Regions from separate parts of the Mus musculus genome. Here region 2 is linked to region 1. A link is a contact called in public Hi-C data. All regions are on one chromosome and are shown on one strand. The core of a region is the stretch at or near the end of the contact, and the rest is flanking DNA. Distances in the headings are between cores, read along the strand shown.

Evidence for each region. A called contact is a pair of places that touch in the nucleus more often than the background predicts.
Region 2: a contact with region 1 is called in a Hi-C map of pancreatic cancer cells, with 1.6 times the contacts expected there. The contact joins two enhancer-like sites. A contact is called at or near these places in 3 of 15 datasets of contacts at CTCF or cohesin (CD8 T cells, the NIH/3T3 cell line and pro-B cells), 9 of 484 Hi-C or Micro-C datasets (the C3H10T1/2 cell line, the HPC-7 cell line, Th1 cells and 6 more), 5 of 115 datasets of contacts at active chromatin or transcription factors (CD8 T cells, the HPC-7 cell line, acute myeloid leukemia and 2 more) and 1 of 9 other capture datasets (embryonic stem cells).

Annotation. Positions count from the first base shown.
Region 1 is chr2:102,802,545-102,808,926 of GRCm38.p6, reverse strand. No RefSeq gene overlaps it. Among named protein-coding and RNA genes, the nearest start is that of Gm13872, 59 kb to the right of the region's middle. Within about 2 kb of position 2,951, at least 31 of the 459 cell types and tissues checked have an H3K27ac peak or open chromatin away from gene starts, as enhancers often do. A contact at or near this core is called in the NIH/3T3 cell line and pancreatic cancer cells, where this site is marked.
Region 2 is chr2:102,954,639-102,961,020 of GRCm38.p6, reverse strand. It overlaps Gm34483 (a long non-coding RNA gene), which reads right to left. Exons shown (of 6, transcript XR_866583.2): 5 at 3,907-4,107; 6 at 448-482. Among named protein-coding and RNA genes, the nearest start is that of Gm34483, 17 kb to the right of the region's middle. Within about 2 kb of position 3,925, at least 60 of the 459 cell types and tissues checked have an H3K27ac peak or open chromatin away from gene starts, as enhancers often do. A contact at or near this core is called in the NIH/3T3 cell line and pancreatic cancer cells, where this site is marked.

The sequences.
Region 1 (6,382 bases), core at 1,702-4,201:
GGCAAAAGATGATCCTGTATTTTCTAGAAAGAAAAAGCATTATTTATAGAACCAAGCGTCAAACTAGGGCCTGCACAAAAAAAAAAAATGTAGAGCTGGATAAGATATTATGTACTTATTATCCCAGCTCGCAAGATTCAAAACAGCTAGGACAATCATAAGTCTGATAGGCCAGCCTTGGCTACAAAGAAAGACACTATCTCAAAAATAAAACCAAGCAAAAAAAAAAAATCACAAAAGAATCAGACTTCTCACTTGTCATCTTTGAAGAGAGAAGGCCAACAGACACGGGAGAATGAAAGTTTCCAGCCTAGAGGAAGCTTGCCAAATGGAGTGTACCCTCAAAAGAGCTTCCCAGAGACTTGGGTATTTCCAAGAAAAATAACTTGTAACCCACAGACTACACTAACCCTGGCTGAGTAGTAAAATCTGTGCACCTGTAGAACCCTTCCAAAACCAAGGGCCCCTAGAACTCTAACAGTAAATAGTAGGCCTTCAAGAATACACCACTGGAAGTTTTACCTTGAACTAAATGAACATCATGAAAGTGTTTTGTTTAGCCTGTGTTAAATTAAACTCATTTAACTATACTTAAAGAAAATGTGGAGGGAAATATTTCCAGGCTAGACTCTTGACTGAGCTATGATACAAAGTATGGATAAGAGGAGAATTTCAGATATGCACAGTATCCAAGCCCATTCAGTCATTCTCAGGCAACCCCCAAAGAATGCATTCTACCTAAAATTAAATGCTATCAAGAAAAGAAAGATGTGAGGGTGAAGAAATAAAGAGGATTCTTTAAATGGCGGAAGGAGATCCCAGGGGATGATGGTCCATCCAATCTAGGGGGAAATCAGTCCAAATTAGAGAACAGACTAAAAATAGAACAAATACATGGTTTGCCTCTGTTGACTCCTAATTAAAAAGGGATTCACATTTTGCTTGTATCAGCTAACTGCCGATGCAGTAAGATGAGCTCTAAAATTAGATGCTTAAAATAACAAACATTAACGTATTTCTCCCAAGTCTGAGGGTTGATTCAGTCTCTCTGCTGATCTGGGCTGGCTCAGTTGACTCATTCATGTTTATGTTGTTGATAAACTGCTTGGAGAAACACTGCCAGTCTAGGATGGTTTCATCTCGGATGCCAAGATTGTTTCCATATGTATCTCACATGCTACCAGCTGGCTTGTATAGGCCTGGCAGGGACCTAGAAAGAAAATGAATGCTTACATAGCTCCTAGTGGTCAAAGCCCAAAACTAACTTTGTATGATTCCACCATATTGTTTTGGCCAAGCCCAAACCCAAGTGCAACTTAGATTTAAAGGAGAGAGAGAGACAGAGACAGAGACTGAGAGACAGAGAGAAACAGAGAGACAGAGACACACAGAGAGATTGATTGATTCTGTCTTCCAGTGGGAAGAGCTATAAAGATACCTTCCAAAGAATGAGACAGGAGGAGACCAATTACAAGGCCTTTTAGTACAAACAGTTTATAGTGGGTGTGTTGAAAGATTTTCATGGCTTAAGGCTACCTCTGATATTTATGTTTATGTTTATGTTCATGTTTTTGTTTCAGAAACACCATTTAGGCCATAGCAGTAACATAGCATGGAAAACCATGAACAAATTCATAAATGCCATTCTATTGGAGAAGAAGGAGCAGACACACGCAAGTATGTATGTTTGGGAGTATCCAGAGCATTATAAAGATCACGAGCACTGGTGTCAGGACTAAAAGCTGGGTTTTTTAATATTGGTTCTTTCACCTACTTAGCAGTCGGATCCTGCTTACATTTCTTAAATAACTGGAGTTGTAGTTTATCACCCGAAATAAAGAGTGGGCAGGAAAAGTGTCCACGGCTAGGGTATTAGGTAAGGTTCTTAGTGTTATCTGGTGTGTTATAGGCTCTCAAAATGTTAATTTCAAGGCTGAGGAGATGGTTCATTCAATAAACCATCTGCTGTCCAGGCACGAGGGCCTACCTGAGTCCACATCTCCAACATCCAAGTAAAAAGCCACATGTGGAGGTACCCCAACCTCTGGGACCCCCAGTATAGGCAGATCTCTGGGGCTCACTGGTTAGACGGCCTGGCTTAAAGGACTTCCATGTTCAGTAAACGACCCTGTTTCAAAATCAAGGTGGAGAACAATCAGAGATGTCAAGAACCTTTGAAATCAATCTCTGGTCTTCCCATAGGTGCATACAGCCATAGGAACACATTCATACAATACAAACACGCAGACATATAGACACACACACACATATGCACACACATGCATGAGTACACAACACCTACTGACACAGACACACAAACAAACATACACACATGAATTCCTACCTGCCATGTCAACATTTATACAGTAGGTCTTTAGTTTCTTCCTTCCCCATCCCTTCTTGTTTCCTGAACTCTGACCCTAATTGTGTGGTTATTAACTTAGGGTGACTATATCCATATTATTTAAAGATCTAAGGCACCTTGTGAGGCAAGCTCATTGATTTTCACAGAAGAGCTTTTGTTTTCAAAGCAAGACCTAAGAGCAAGGAGTCACCAAAGCAAACATCTGGTATCCTTGATGAAATATCAGCCTATCCAAGATGTGGCTACACATTAACCAAAATTGGGCACCAAGCTGTGGCTTTTGATGTCATCCTCAGGAAGTGTCTTACCCCACCTTTACTCAGATTGAGCGCACTCCCCCTTCCTAGTACCGCCTTGACCGTGTCCACCTGTCACTAACATAGTTCAATCTTATCAGTTTCCCCATTGTCCTCTCTCTTCCACTTTGGCAAACTTATTGAGAACAGGCTTTGTGTTTGTACCTCCAAACGGGAACAAACATCCCAGCTCAATTATGGCCTCCAAAGTTACTATCTAGTACTGATCACTTATGAATGTCTGTGTTTATACATTCAACTAGTGATGAAGAAATCCTTATCCCATTTTTAATGGATGAGTCAGCTAGGAACACAGAGAAGTATATTGTAGTCTCCAAACCACCCAAGTAGAAAGTGGTAGAGTTATGCTGGAGTTCTGACTTCCCCTGTCTCATTGCCTATTGTCATAAGTTTGTTAACTTGAATTTGTTGATATTAAGAGATCATTTTCAAACCTTATAAGCCAGGCCAACACTCCAGAGCTCTCTGTGGGAGTCAAAGAGTCTTCCTGAAGCATAAGTGAAGATATGTACCATGTAGGCTATATTGACGAAGGAGTTTATTTAGAAACCTATAAACACCTCCTAGATGCTGTATTTATTGGAAGAAGGAGGATCAGGTCATGTGGAAGTGTGGGGAGTTGTGCCATGGTGGCCCACGCAAAGGGTCATAGAGTTAGGAAGTCTGATCCAGCACCCTGGCCTCGGGCCCCACTTCTTGCCTCTGCTGACATCTAGTCTTCAACACCAGTAGTTTGTTTGCTTGTTAGGGCTCCCCATCTCCCGCCCCTTCCATCCCACCCTCCTCAGGCTTCCAGACTGCTGACCTCATCACGTGGTGACTGCTGTTTTCCAGCAGCTTCATCCAAACCACTTCCTCCATCCTCACCCCCGGAGGAGAAATGGCAAAAACTCCAGGAAAAGCAGCTAACATCTAGTTTTAGCATGACCGTCTTTAAAGTCAGACCCTGGGTTCAAACCCAACTTTGCCATACTTTGTTTACTGATGTGTATCTTAAGTAATTTAGCAATGATGTGTCTTCATTTTCTCATCTGTAAGATGGGAATAGTCATTTCTATCAGAAAGATATCTGGGAAATTGAATGAGACAAAAAGACAAAATTTGATAGGAGCATATGGCTTTTCTGTTTCTCATTCCTCACACCAGAAGTGCTGACACCCTAGTCTTCTCACCCAGATACTCAAATAGCTATTAGAGAGGAAACAGGGACCTCTCTTGTTTTCTGGGGAGTGTGGAAGTAGGCAGGTATGTTACTGCTTTTTATTTTATTTTATTTTATTTTATTTTATTTTATTTTATTTTATTTTATTTTATTTCACAAAGGCCTTGCCAGAACTTGGTGTCCTCTAGATGTAGAGAGGAGAGAACGGCTACCCATTCCAGGGCCCAGCCTCCTCAGAATCTAGGCAGACAATTTGGAATTTATCTGCTTAGAAGTGGGGAGGCAGGTTTTGAGCAGTTGGAGACCTGAAGGAAATTCAGATTTCTGATGAAGTCAGTGGAGTTCTTGAGAGCTTTGCTTTTTTACTTTCTCCCTCCTATCACTTGAAGTCTCCTCAAGAAATAGAGAATATCCAGAAAAAGATGTCAGAAAGATAAAAGGAGAAGGGTGAAAAGAAGAAAGGGATCAAAACAGTTATCCAGGAGCACTCAGATAACGGTTGTTTATTAAGTCTCATCTGTGAACACAGTAGCCACATAAATCACAGTAGCTGTAAAGCAGTGGGTTTTAAAAAACAAATTTCTAGACTAGCTGCTCTTGGCTTCTCTTCTAACTGTTTGAAGCCAAGGTTTGGGAAACCACTGAAGCTCAGAAATACAAAGCCCGAGTTGCAAAGCCACTAGTGATGCTGGAGTCTCTCTCAGTGCTGGAGCTTCTCTGAATCAGAAAAAAAATCCCTGATACCTGGGTTCATGTACCTCCTAGAAACTGTCATTTCTTTGTGGCTTTAGGCCAACTTGTTGGCTATTTCTGGCCTGTTGATAATGTGCCCTCTAGTGGAAATCCCAGAAACCTCTCTTTGATCTTTGTGGAAGTTGAATGCTATTTGATTTCAATCCTGAATCCTCAAGGCAAATCTAGAAAGAAGAAGGAAGGTGAACGTGGGGATCCTTTCACTAAAGGCTTGTGTGGAGAAGCAGTGTTTCTGGGTAGTCTGGGCTCAAGCATTCAGATAGTGTTCCATCTTCTGGTTTAGTCAGCATCTTGTATTTGAAAAGGATTCACAGATCATGGGGGAAAGGAGACAGTAAGCTCCAGCATGACCATCATTTGCCCCCTATCTGCTAATTTCTAGACATTTTCTGGTCTATTTGGAGACATCCTTATCCGAGGAGTACAAAGAAGAGTAGTCAAGTGACTTTTCTGAGGAAGATACAAAGAAAGATTTTGACCTGTGACTGATGACCCTGGGCACTGGTTATCTTTCAGGCACTGTCTTAGACATAGTGCATACCAAACTTGAGTTTCTTTCAGTAGATACAGACAATAGAATGTGGTTTACAGAGTTATGAGGACAAAACACATTGATGTCTTAAAGGTCTCAGAATATTGTCTAGCAAGGAGCACTCTGTAAGCACACACATTAAAGTGAGAAAAGTAAAGCAAGACACTGAGCACCTGAGATAAAGCTCCATTTATCCTCATCCTACAGATAGGAAGAGCCAGGCACAGCAAGCATGGCCACTCCACTAGAAAGGGGCAGGGCTGAGCTCTGCATGAACAGCCTGGGACAGAAAACATTCTTTGAACTCCTACATCACTTTGTTTTTATTTGAACACATCAAATCCTCTTTGTGAGGGTTGGTGTGAGGGTGCAGTTGTGTAGGGGGTACATGTAGAGTCTAGAAGTTAGCCTTAGGTGTTGTTCTTCGGGACACCATCCATTTGGGGGTTTTGTTAATGTTGTTGGTTTGTATGTTGTTTCATTTTGTTTTGACGCACGGTGTCTTACTGGCTTGGAGCTCAGTGATTCAGCTAGGCTGGCTAGCTAACAAACCCCAGTGATCCACCATGCTCGACCTTTTATAGTTTTTACTGAGTTCTGGGGATGAGACTCAGGCCCTCGTGCTTGCACAGCAGCAAGCATCTTGACCAATTGAATTCTCTCCCCATCCCTTTAACTAACAAACCAGCCCTCTCAACAGAAGTATTTTCATTGTACTTCCCAAAGAAAGTTGGTGTCAACTCTAATAAACCATTAAACAAATTTCAAGGTGATCAAAATAGATAAAAATGACTCTAAAACAAGATTTGCTCATTAGACAAACAGGTGAATTATAAGTGGGTGGTCTGATTTCACTCCTGTTGCTGGGATAAAATACCTTGGTGAAAAAAAAAACAACTTAGGAAAGAAAGGGTTTACTTTGGTTTACAAATCTAGATTACAGTCCATTGTTGTAAGAAAAGTCAGGGAAGAAACTCAAACATCTAGAAAAAATGCATCTACAGTCAAGACAGAGATAAATTGATGCATATATTCTTGCTAATTTACTTGGGTTTGCTACTGTCATACAGTTTAGGATCCCCTGCCTAGGGAATGATGCCTCCCATAGTGAACTAGATCTTTTCACATCAATTGACTTAATTAAGTTAATCCTCCATATATAGTCCCAGAGGCTCACCCAATGTGGAGAATCCTTCATTGAGACTTTATTCCCAGTGATTCCAGGTTGTGTCAAGTTGATAGTTAAGGCTAGC
Region 2 (6,382 bases), core at 2,676-5,175, 150 kb before region 1:
GATAGGGGACTAATATCCAATATATATATAAAGAACTCAAGAAGGTGGACTCCAGAAAATCAAATAACTCCATTAAAAATGGGGCTCAGAGCTGAACAAAGAATTCTCACCTGAGGAATACCGAATGGCTGAGAAGCACCTGAAAAAATGTTCAACATCCTTAATCATCAGGGAAATGCAAATCAAAACAACCCTGAGATTCCACCTCACACCAGTCAGAATGGCTAAGATCAAAAATTCAGGTGACAGCAGATGCTGGCCAGGATGTGGAGAAAGAAGAACACTCCTCCATTGTTGGTGGGATTGCACGCTTGTACAACCACTCTGGAAATCTGTCTGGCAGTTCCTCAGAAAATTGGACATAGTACTACCGAAGGATCCCGCAATACCTCTTCTGGGCATATATCCAGAAGATGTCTGTTTCATTTCTAAGGAGAGACAGAAAGGGTGTGGATCTGGATGGGAAGGGAGGTGGGAAGAAACTGGAGGAAATAGAAGGGGAAACTATAATCAGAATATATTGCATGAAAAAAAAAACTATTTTCAGTTAAAAAATCTAAAAAAAAAAAAAAATCATTGGTTACTGATAAGACTAACAGCATGTTCCCTTGTCCTTGCTCTGACCTGATTCCACCACTCAGATTCTCCTCCTTATGTGAACTTCTCACTAAATGAGTCAGTCAAGATGGGAGAGGGAGGGTTAATGGATTAGAACAATCTTTTTTCATTTTTTTTAGTTTAAAATCTTCCTAGCAACAGTGTTAAGAAAGCAAAACAAAACAAAGCAAAAAAAACAAACAAACAAAAAACAAAACTTCAGTCAGGTATGGAGTTTCCTAGCACATAGGAGACTGAAGTAGGCAGATCTTTGTGAATTTGAGGCCAGCCTGGTCTATATAGCAAGTTTCAGGCCTGTAAGGGCTATACAATGAGACATTGTCTCAGGAAATATAATAATACTAACTACTACTACTACTACTACTACTACTACTACTACTACTACTACTACTAAATGAAACCTAATCAAACCAACTTTCTCTTTTCTGATAAAATCACCAGTCCTCACTCCCTTTACTGCTGAGCAGAGGGAAACTGTGGCTCCAGCAGTAATCCTGGGATCAGAGGGTGGGGACACTCAAACCTCTTTGTTCCGCAGCTGTCAAACATTTATCCAACACCCTTTGTACCTCTGGCTCCACTCTAGGCACTGCAGATAGAGCAGTGGAAAGAGAGAAGACTCCTCGTGGAGTTACACTTTGGTAGAAAATACATGGACTGTAAATATTTAAGACTGCTTTGAACAAGGTGATGTCTTGACATTTTAAAAAGCCTCCCCAAGCCAGGGGGATAGCAGAAGGTCCTGCCTGGAACAGGCCTTTGATATGCAAATTGGCTAACCTAGAGCCACATCTCTGTTTGGGCCCAGCACCCCTGTATGTTTAGTCATCCCAGGGTTAGACACCAGGCCAACCAGGAACAATCCAATAACTTAGAGCTTGATGAATTATGCAAACTAGTTAATCTTGAATCTTTGCCTTGCCAGCCTGCCTTTGCTCATAGGAATGCCCATAAAAGGCAGTCCCTGGGTTTTTCCTGACTTCTCTGCCCTCTGACCACCCTGTGTTTTCCCACAGCCCCAAGTAACATGTGAGTCTAGTAAATCTACTTTTCTGAACCTGATGTGTGTTTCTTCTTCTGTCTGAACCCAACCGATCATCACAGAGAAGAAGCTGGGATGTCTCAATGTACCGCAAGGACATTGTGAAAGAATCTTCACACCGGCAGTGTGGGCAGAGGGTCCAGCAGGAATACTTTCCCTGTACAGATGGTGAATGGGGAACGTGCCACCCCAAGGTGAAGCTTGAAGGAAAAGATGAGTGAACAGGACAGTACCTGGGAGGACAGCCAGGAAGCAGGTGTGGCGGGAAGGGGAGCCAAGAAGACATTGGTGGGAAGTGAAGTCAGAGGGAAGGGCCCAGGCAGGTCACCAGAGGTTGTGAGGCTTGGCTCTTTCTCAGAGTACTGTGGAAGGCCCTGGGTGTGTATATGTGTGGAAGGGGGCGTGCTAATGGAAAGAACAGTATGCTATGACTTCAGTTTAATTCATATAGACTGCATGGAAAGAATTCACAGGAGGTAGGTGAAAGTGCGACAGAGCCAGTTAGGAAGTCAAAAAGATGAGCGAATCCAATGTCCTGACAGCTGCAGTGGAGATGGTGAGAACCGGATGTATCTTATGTCACTGATGAAATCAGATTTACTGTTTGGAAGCGGGCCGTGAATCAAAGTGAGGTGGCAAGGTTTGGCCTGAGCAGCTGAAAGAATGGAGTCCTTGTCAACTGAGACGTGGGAGAGCAGGTGTCGTGGGAGCTTCTGAAATTCTGTTAGCATGCGTTAGGATGGACGGCTGTTAGGTATCCAAAACAGGAGTGATAAGGAGGCTGGTGAAGGTAATGAAGCTGGAGTTTGAAAGTCAGGCTGAAGACATGCATTTGGGAGTTGGTGTTGACTGTCTTCAGACTGGATGAGGTCACTTTGGGAGGAGACAAATGGAGATAAGAGAAGCCCTCTAATGAAGGGTCCTCAGCGATCAGCCCTGCCCTCGGGCCTGCTTCCATAGCAGGAAGCAGATATACTGCTGGTAGAAGAGTTAGCTCCAAGGCTGGCTTTACTCCAGATGGCTGGGTTGTTCCAGGTGTAAAGATGACTGAGGTAATATTCTGTCTCCAAAGTTGGACGTCAGTGGAAACCAAACCTTCTGTGAGGAGTGCCACAAGCAAAACTCTTAGCTCTGTCCCAAGCTCAGCTGGGATTTGACTTGCAAGGGGCCACCCTAGGACGAGCCAGTGCCATAGTTTCCTCCCATGGTCTTTGGTTAAGCGCAGGGCATTCCGTTCTTGTGGTAGAGCATCCAGTCTTTGGACAAGCAGGGCATCCTTCCCACAGTGAGCTGTGACTGAGAGCCGGGACCTGGAGAGGTACTACCCCACACATTTTATTCATTAGCTGAAAATCTCTCAATGTTTTCCATTCTCCTTCCAATGAGTCACCAAATGAATAGAGCCCCTGCTCAAAACTTAATCCGAACCACACAGGATTTTATGGTTTGAACAAAAAGAAGAAATGTAAGGACAGGCTCCAAGGCTGATCTTAATGTTCACAGCTAGATGGCAAGGGGGAATGACAACCTTGAAAGGCTTGCCACCACCTCTGCTCTTCCCATGATGATGTCAAGGAACTTCGATAAGATTCTTCACAGGCGATTATTAAAAGCAGCCTTTTCAAAACAACAACAACAAGAAGAAATCTAATGGAAATTCTAATATAGATGTCTATAATAAATATCCATAAATATAAAAAAGCAGCTTTTTCTCTTGACAGACATTTAGTGGTGACATTGCCAGTTCTGAGTGTCTGTTCTATGCTAGATATTTTGCTTTGTCTATTTAAGATAGGAAGCTTATTTATCTAAGATTTTAATTAATTGATTGGTTTATTAAATACCGACATTAGCAAATCTTTTCTTATTGCTGAGACAAAATACCCTAGGGAAACAACGTAGGCTTCTAGTGTAAGGTTCCAGTCCACCATGGAAGGGAAGGCATGGTGACAGCAGCTCAGGTGACCACATTGTAGCTGCAGTCAGAATGGAGAGAGAGAGAGAGAGAGAGAGAGAGAGAGAGAGAGAGAGAGAGAGAGAGAGAGAGAGATGCTGGTGCCCAGCTTGCTTTCTCTGTTTCATCCAGTCTAGGACCTCTCTGCCCACTGGCACAGGCCACAGTTAGGTGAGCCTTCTCTATTCAACTAATCTTGAAACTACCTCACAAATATGCCTCGAAGCTTGTTGCCATGGTGACTCTATATCCTGTCACATATACAGTCATTATTAATCACCACAATACCTACTCATCAAATGACTCTCAGATCTCAGGTCTGGTGCTTTGTGTTTCACATGAGACGATGAACGAGGCACATGAGTCTTCTACAGTAGCTGCAGCAGGAAGGGTAAAAAAGGCAGCAGATCCATCAGCTCATGGGAAACTTACTAAGTGCTATGAGGTACTGTCGGGCTGCCAGCCCAGAGGGCGCGTCTTCATGAACTGCAGGCTAAACATAGAAATAAAAGCAAGTTACATTTTTTACAGCTTATTGTTATTTCTGACTTAGGAAATGGTTTTTGGAGAGTCACAGCAGGATTTTTAGAAATGAGATTGCTTGTCCCTGAGTTAGGATATTAGCAACATCCATGACCTCATGAAGGCAGCTTACATCTCCTAACATGCTTTTCAAATGACGTAGCTTTGCCTCGCTGAAGAAATAAATCAAAGGAACGGCCCAATCACCCCAGAACTATGATCTACATCTACCCAACAGCTGTTTTCACTTGTGCCGGCCCACTTTTCAGGGGCTTGTAATGTCTAGGAAAGTCTTTGTGACATAGTTGAGAAAATAGTTTAAAACTCACTATGGGGCCCTTGATTGTGGGAAAAGTAGATCACACCTTCTCCTCAAGAGGAATGATGTATTGAGGTCCACAGACAACATGGGCTGAGCCTTGTCCTTCTTAAACTGCTTCCACGGGCTGACCGAGGCCAGCCCACACCAGAATCCTATGATTTGACAGCTTGTCTAATTGGATCACAAGCCACAAATCTTACATAGCAGCTCAGACATGTGGTCATTTTCCTGGCTTTTGGATATTTCTGACTGATACTTCTACAGCAGAAACTCATGTGTTTACCCAGCTTCCCAATCTGACCTCACGTGGTCAGTCAGAGTCATAAGTGTGACAAAACCCCTCTTCACTGTAGCTGCACCAGTTGGACCTGGACATCCCATGGTCATTTAGTCTGTGCATTTTGAATGGTTGTTGATCTTTGTAGTAGCCTCCATATGCTTCAAGAAGAACCAAAATGTTTTCTGGATGAGGATTGAGAGCTACACTTATCAGTGTGTACTTAAAAGTCATGCTAAATGGACTCAGTAGGTTGTGATTATATATGTACATATACATGTACATGTACAAGTAAAAATACAAATACAAATACATATATACACATACATATACATATTATAGTAATTATAGAAGATGTCCCAAACTTAATAGGGAGTAGGGGAACACAGAAAGAGTTGTGGGGAGAGGGAGGAATAGATATGAAGTAAATACAACACCCAGGTATAAAATTCTCAAAATAAAAAAGACAATTTAAATTGAAAAATCTCTTCTAAGATGTCATCTGAACTTATCCTCACTTAGATAGACAGTAAGTCTATACATTGCCTCTGTGGAATCTTTCAGCTGATTTTTATGAACAGGAGTAAGAAAGCCAAGAGACCCAACTGAAGCTTTCTTTACTTGAGGAAGAGGCTGGTCTCTAAGCATCACCCCCTGACACACAGACACACAGACACGCAGATACACAGACACACACACACACATACACACACACACACACACACACACACACACACACACACACACACACACACACTCCTTGCTGTTCCTGGTCCTTAAAACTGACCACATCTCTTCCTCCTTCACTACCGATCAACACCAGCACCTCCCAGTGTTTGAATGGTCTGATGCTGAATTTCATGTTTTCAGTTGGCTTCTATCTGAATTGCACACCCACCTGGTTCTGCAGCCACAGGTTGCAGATGTCTTTGGTTCTTCGAGGCTTGCAGTTCTGCTGTGACTCATGGTCCCTCGCTTTGGATCCTCACTTTCTCTCTCAGTGAAACTCTGAACCCCCCCCACCCCCCCACATCTTGACCCTGCCTGACTCAGATCCTGTCAACCTGGGACGTGCTGCCCTGCTGTAACTTTCCCCTTCCTCTAAGTAACCTCTGGCAATCATGGATACATGGATATGTGGATACATGGATATGTGGTGCTTTCTCATACAAACTCATCATAGAAAGTATGGCGGGGTACCACAGCGGCATTGTGATGTTTGAAATCCAGGCCCTGCCTTTATGTTTTATGTTGCTATCTTAGTGTGTTTTCTGTGAACGCCTGACAAGAGGAATATCCAAAGAGAAGTTGTTTGCTTATGAAATTTCCAGATATTGAAAATCTAATGCTGAGGACTCATTTCTGTTGAGAGTCTTCTTACTAGTGGGGCATATCTACTGAATTCCAGAAGGTACAGGGTGTTGCATAGCAAGACAGAGCCATCAATCAGATATATATATATATAGAGAGAGAGAGAGCTCACTTTGACAACAAAGTCATTCCAGCAACAATGCATTAATCTGCTAATCCATTAATCCATGGATGGATTAATCTCCATGGCAGGGTCCTTGTGACTCATTTACCTCCCAAACACAAATAGCAAGGGAGATTGGGAACTGACTTTTGCAGCAAACCCATGATCAGTTC